2 separate regions of the Rattus norvegicus genome follow, and region 2 is linked to region 1. Evidence: chromatin contacts called from public HiChIP or PLAC-seq data. All regions are on one chromosome and are shown on one strand. Each heading gives the region's core, a stretch centred on a gene start, on an enhancer-like site or on the middle of the called end of the contact. The rest is flanking DNA. Distances are from core to core; before and after follow the strand shown. Region 1 overlaps Sorcs1 (sortilin-related VPS10 domain containing receptor 1). Region 2 overlaps Sorcs1 (sortilin-related VPS10 domain containing receptor 1).

What was found. HiChIP or PLAC-seq counts read pairs in DNA pulled down with a chosen protein or histone mark.
Region 2: an H3K27ac HiChIP or PLAC-seq map of oligodendrocytes shows a contact between it and region 1, with 5 times the contacts expected there. The contact joins two enhancer-like sites. A contact is called at or near these places in 1 of 12 Hi-C or Micro-C datasets (frontal cortex) and 1 of 1 datasets of contacts at active chromatin or transcription factors (oligodendrocytes).

What each region holds. Positions count from the first base shown.
Region 1 is chr1:259,252,962-259,255,708 of GRCr8, forward strand. All of the region lies in intron 3 of Sorcs1 (sortilin-related VPS10 domain containing receptor 1), which reads right to left. Among named protein-coding and RNA genes, the nearest start is that of Sorcs1, 280 kb to the right of the region's middle. Within about 2 kb of position 1,335, at least 27 of the 93 cell types and tissues checked have an H3K27ac peak or open chromatin away from gene starts, as enhancers often do.
Region 2 is chr1:259,322,805-259,325,748 of GRCr8, forward strand. The region is part of intron 2 of Sorcs1 (sortilin-related VPS10 domain containing receptor 1); the gene reads right to left. Among named protein-coding and RNA genes, the nearest start is that of Sorcs1, 210 kb to the right of the region's middle. Within about 2 kb of position 1,532, at least 20 of the 93 cell types and tissues checked have an H3K27ac peak or open chromatin away from gene starts, as enhancers often do.

The DNA.
Region 1 (2,747 bases), core at 85-2,584:
GGCAGGAAATGCTAGCCATGAAGGAACTGGCTTTTTTCTTGGCTGAGATGCTCTGTAGTAACCAGATTGCCCTTTCGAGAAGACAGCATGATCCAGGCTGCGCTGGTCTCCTGGGAATGTTTCCTAATCATGCCAGGCTCTCTCTGCTAGCCATGTTTAATCCCACTTGTCAGTGAAGAAACTTGAAAGACAGGACAGCCAAATTGCAAACTGGAAATGAGTGACAGCCCCGCTCTGGCAACACGAGGGCAGAGGGAGGTTGAACCACTGAGTACAAAGAAAAAGGTTGATCCGGGCATTGGCTTGGCATTGTGCTTTCATCTCCACTATGTCTGACAACTCATAAGCTCTCCTGCAGCAGAAACACCCTTAGAGTCTGCTGGGCTCACATGGACACATGGTTCTCTGAAAAGGGGAAAGCAACTTTATTCACATATGTGTTCTCACAATGAGGGACGACTGTTGGTGGTGTCTGCTTTCATTACTTTAATTTAGGGCACATCTCTTGTTTGTGATTGGGGTAGGAGAAGCAATAGGATGGTGGACTAAAAGATGTCTATGATGAATACCATGTTTCCTTGATTTGAAGGAGATGGGAGAATCAAATTCAGTCATAATTCATTGACTTTAGAAAATTTTTTTTACTCACCATCAAAATAAAATTTTAAGCCAGATATAATGACACGTTTTTCATCCAAGCATTGGTGAGGCTAATTGTAGGTTGATCTCTGTTAGAGACCGGCCTGGCTAACACAGCAGCTTTCAGATCTGCCAAGGTTATATAACTAGAAGTTATCTTTAATAATAAAATAAACTTAAAAGTGAACTTGAACCTCTCCCATCTTTGTCAAATAAGCAAGGAGGGTGGAGAGGGTCTTAGACTAGTAACATGAACTGAAAGCAGAGATTGGAGATACTGAGGGAAGAGGGGACCAGCAACACAGAGCCGGGGTGATTCATGCTCATTAGAAAAAAAAAGTTAATGAACAGTTGCTTTTTTCTGGAGCTGGACTGAAGTCCTGGGCTTGGTCCCAGCATGGTAAAACCAAGCCAAATTTAATGAGAATAAACAGAAATAACTACAATCATATAAAACACTATTCTTAACAGCTTGAACTTAAAGCGATGATAACCCTTTTTACTAATTCCCCAGTGCCTTAGTTTAGAATGTTGTTCCCGAATCTGTTTTCTTCTTCTTCTTTTTTTTTCTAAATCGCCACATGTGTTTTGTATTGTTAAAGTTTCTTTCTCAAGGGCTCTCTGAATAGCTGCCTCTAATAAGCCTGTGTGGGATGCCTGTGTTTCATACCAAGACACAGCCACTTGCTGTGCAAAGGAATGACGTGAGAGCCCCGAGATAATGGAGCAGAACTTTCAGAGTACAACATTCCAAGAGGCCCTCCTCCAGGGGCTGAACAAATAAATGTCTTTGAAAACACTGTAGTCCTACTCTCCCCAGGACTCTGCACACTTGTAGCTTGTAAGCATTCTTTGCCGCATACTAACTAAGTATTATTCACCCCAGCCTCTTCCTTCCTTCCTTCCTTCCTTCCTTCCTTCCTTCCTTCCTTCCTTCTGTCTTTCCTTCCTAGCTATTAGAACAAAGAGGCAATGGCTGCCTGAACACTCCATTTTCCTACCTCATTCCTACAGGTTGTGAATCCTATTTCCTTACAGCTGTGCTCATCCGTGCACTCCCTGACCTCAATCCTATCCAGAAGTCAAATATTCAATACAGTTGTCTTTCTGGGAGAAAAAGAATAAGCCAAAGAATTTATGTCAAAGGTACAAATTGCAATAGTTGAATTTCAAATCAGATCCTATGTTGTCCAGTAGAGGGCAGCTAGCTCTGAAGTCTTAACTTCAGAAGCTAAAAACCTTACCCACTTGTATTTACAATTTAGAAAAAAAAAGAAAGAAAGAAAGAAAAGAAAAAAGAAAAACAATTAAAAAATGCCTTCCTGTCAGTTCAGTGTGCCTCCTGTGTACAGGAAAATAAATATAGCTCTTCCTGCATGCACTGGAGAACTGGAGAACATGGGGAAATGGTAGGGTGCAGAGTGTCAGAGTTATTCTATTAGAATTCCTGAGGATTAGAGCTTCTCAATCTGTGTTGTCACAAGCAACTAGGATGTTGCTTATATGTGGTATGGTTTAAGAACTTAGTAGCAATTTGGCCCCTCGATTCCATCAGTTCTGACAAAGGGTGCTGGGCATATCCTGAGTGAGCATTTTTGTGCGTATTGAGAAAGGCCAAAGGCTTAGCTATAGTGCAGGGTACAAACAGCTAAGAAAGTGGGACTGCGGCACCTACCTTTTCACTGTGCACACCTGACAACTGCTATACATACCAGAGAAATGACTGTGCCTAAAAGGAAATTATAGCTTTCTGTAATATGTGCTTAATATGTGCCTTCCAAGAAGCTTGGGGAACTCTCTGGGTGGCCAACTCTTGCAGTTATTAGCCATGTGCCCTGACCAGTGCCCTTCCTGGGGTTATTTCCATCAACTTTGCAGTGCAGTTCTTAAGACCATCCTCATCCTCTCGGAGTTTCTTGCTTCTGCATTAGCCCCGATCCCATGACAAAGCTCTCAGAAGGTCCTGGCAGTTGAACTTCATAGCTTGCACTTCATGATGATCACGACCTTGAGAAGCAAAACCCTTTCCTTCTTTCCTCCCCCGTTGAGAAGCACAAGTCAAAGATAAAAGGTAAAGGTAACATTGGGACGGGAGTTCTAATCAGCGC
Region 2 (2,944 bases), core at 282-2,781, 70 kb after region 1:
GAAATAAATTCTTTCCTTTCCATGTTTCTTTCATTCTTGGAATTTTAAGCCAGCAATAGAAGCACTAACTCAGCCAGGATGAACACATCTTTTGATCTCTTCTTCATTTCCCCTCTACCACAAATGCCTGAAAGCTACAATCCTGAGGTCAGTTTAGGAGAGTAGGGTCTCAGCAGACACAATACCTGATACATTCATCCTGTCTCATCCCTGAATCTTCAGCACAGCACACCTCTTGACATTTCACAGCCAGTCTGAGAATCCCGTGGCTTTGCACAATGCTTAAACCAGTGGCTCACAATTCTGCCAGCATGTTACACTCACATGGTGAAATGTTAAGAGATGCCAATCTGTTGCCATCTCAAGCCAATGTAATTAGATCTCCTGGTGTTGGTGAGGTGGAGTATGTCAAGTTATATTAAAAGTTCCCCGAATGCAGAACCTGCTTGAGATCTTACGTAATCCTTTCGGAAATATAATTACTGCCTTGGGATTTTTTTCCCCCATCTGTTTTAGGTGAACCCTCCCTGACAGACTAAACCTACTGAACACAGAGAGACTTGAGAATAAAACCCAATCCGTGCTTAATTTGACCAACTCCCTTAAATCAGAGCAACTCAACCAGAAAGAAAGCAACAGCAGCAAGCCCTGACTGGCTACCCACACAGCTCTTTCTTAGGAGATGATCCTTTTATTTCTTGCACAGGAAGATGTGGTTAAAATGTAGCTTCCTGATTGCCCCAACCTCAGGAATCAGAGCTCCTATTGACCAGAGAATTTGCATTTCAACAGGCTTCCCAGAGCATGTAACAACACAAAAGTGTGGAGGCACAGCTTTCTAAGAGGTTGTATTAATTAGAGACATGGGAAATCATTTCCTCCTGGCAATATAATCTGCTGGGTGTTCTCCACCTGGTTGCACAGCAACAGGAGATATAAACAATCCTTTCCAAGGTCACATCCCAGGACTTTGAGTTCCCTCCCCGCGTCTCTAAGTTTTTGAAAAGCTTCCCTATAGGGTTCTAAAAACAAGAACATGGCGAAATGGTGCTGTCACTGGGCGGTAAGGATAATAATGGCGATCAAGACTCAGGAACTATATTACTACGGAGTCTTTTCTTTGGCCAAGCATCATTTCCTGAACAAATTCCTCCATGTCAGTAAGGAAAGGGGAGCGAGCCTCTTTCCTGTCAGCTTGTCTTTTGGACCCAGAAGGGAGCACACACTAAGAAAGCGTTTGAGGCAGTGGGCACTCGAAATATCCATTATTCATCGCAGGGACCGAAGGCTCCCGGGGCATTATTAAACAAATTGATGAACACTATGGCTGGATTTCAAGGCAAGAAAAATGCTGCTGGAACTGAAATCTGCTTATTCTTCATTGAAAAACTCTTGTAAGTAAAGACCCAGGAACTGACTTCATGGATTTCCCCGTGCGGGCGATAGCATTTACATCTCAAAAGGCTGCTCTGCCTCCCTCGGAGGGAGCCTGGCTATTGAGGATTCCCGAATGCGCAGCACCGGATGAAATGCAACTTAATTCTGTCTGCTGAGGAGAGAGGATTCAGAGCTCACCCTGCTGGGTGCTGTGCGTGGTGTGGCAGTTATTATGTGAACAAATGCGAACTCGAGCCAGTTATCACTGCCACCACCTGCTTTGCTCTTTAGCACAACTTAGAGCCATGCACAAAGAACTCTGGGTTCTTATTGGACATCCTGAATTAACACTGGGAGGCGGTGGTGGATGGGGGGGGCGTCTTTTTTTTCTGGTACATTTTGAAGGTAGGGGTGGGGGAAGATCCCAGAACAGTTCCTCTAATTCCTACTCTGCTGGTAGCTACTAGAACAGGCTTGGAGAACAGGAGCATGTAAAATGCCCTGGGGTACCATATTCTTTTAAGTGACAAAGGGAGGAAAAGAAGAGCCAGCTGCCACTCACAGAGCAAGGGAAATGCCGAGTTTCTTTCCGCTCTGTATGCGTCTCTGCACCAGACCTAATCAACCCCAAGTGCACAGTAGGAAGGCCATGAAGCTCCCGCCTTTCCCAAGCCTGTGATTGGCTTTAAAGCCCTGTCATTCCTCACTGTAATAAGCTCTTAAAAAGTAAATCAAAAGCTATTAAAACACTCTGACATTGAATTTGCTTCCTCAGAGGAACCATAAAGGGCTAGAACGTACACCATTTACCAAGGAGAGGGACGCTAGACTTAAAAACGAATTTATTAGCTTGTGTCTTATGCTACTGTTTAGTGATAAACTATAACAGCTGGATGTCATGATGCACTGCTAAACTCCTAGTATCGTTATCCAAGTTACTCTGGGTTTCGCTGGTGATTTATAAGGATGTGCGAGTGAAACCTCGGGAAAAACTTTCTCCTTTAAATGAAGGGGCCTGAGGTCATTCGACCAATGCACTTGGGATGTCAGTAGTGCCATCAGACTGCACACCACTGCCTTCACCAATGGAATGCTGGGGGATAAAGTCAAATAAGATAATAAAATAAACTGGGGTGCATGGCAGTCAAGCTCCGCCATTACCCAGGGTAACCTGGGATAAACTCTTTGAGCTGTCCTCAGCTTCAGCTGTAAAATACATGGGCGGACGTTTATGGAAAACCCATCCTCACAGCAAACTTTTTGCTCCCCTGGCACATCCTATCTCTCTGGATCCTCTTCCTCACCAATCCCTGGACGGGTGCAGGAGCTCTGTTGTAGATGGGTCGTCTGGTCCTAGGTCCCACAACTGCATACTGATCTGTTAATGGTTTATCATTATCAAATCTGTAACGGTCTCTGGTATATCTGGTATATCTGTCTATAATATATATATATATAATATATATATGAACAAGTAACATTATTTGGACTGAGCAGGTTGTATGCATATGTCTAGAAATACACAAGAATGTGGGGTGCTCTCACGTACACAAAACAACAACTACAA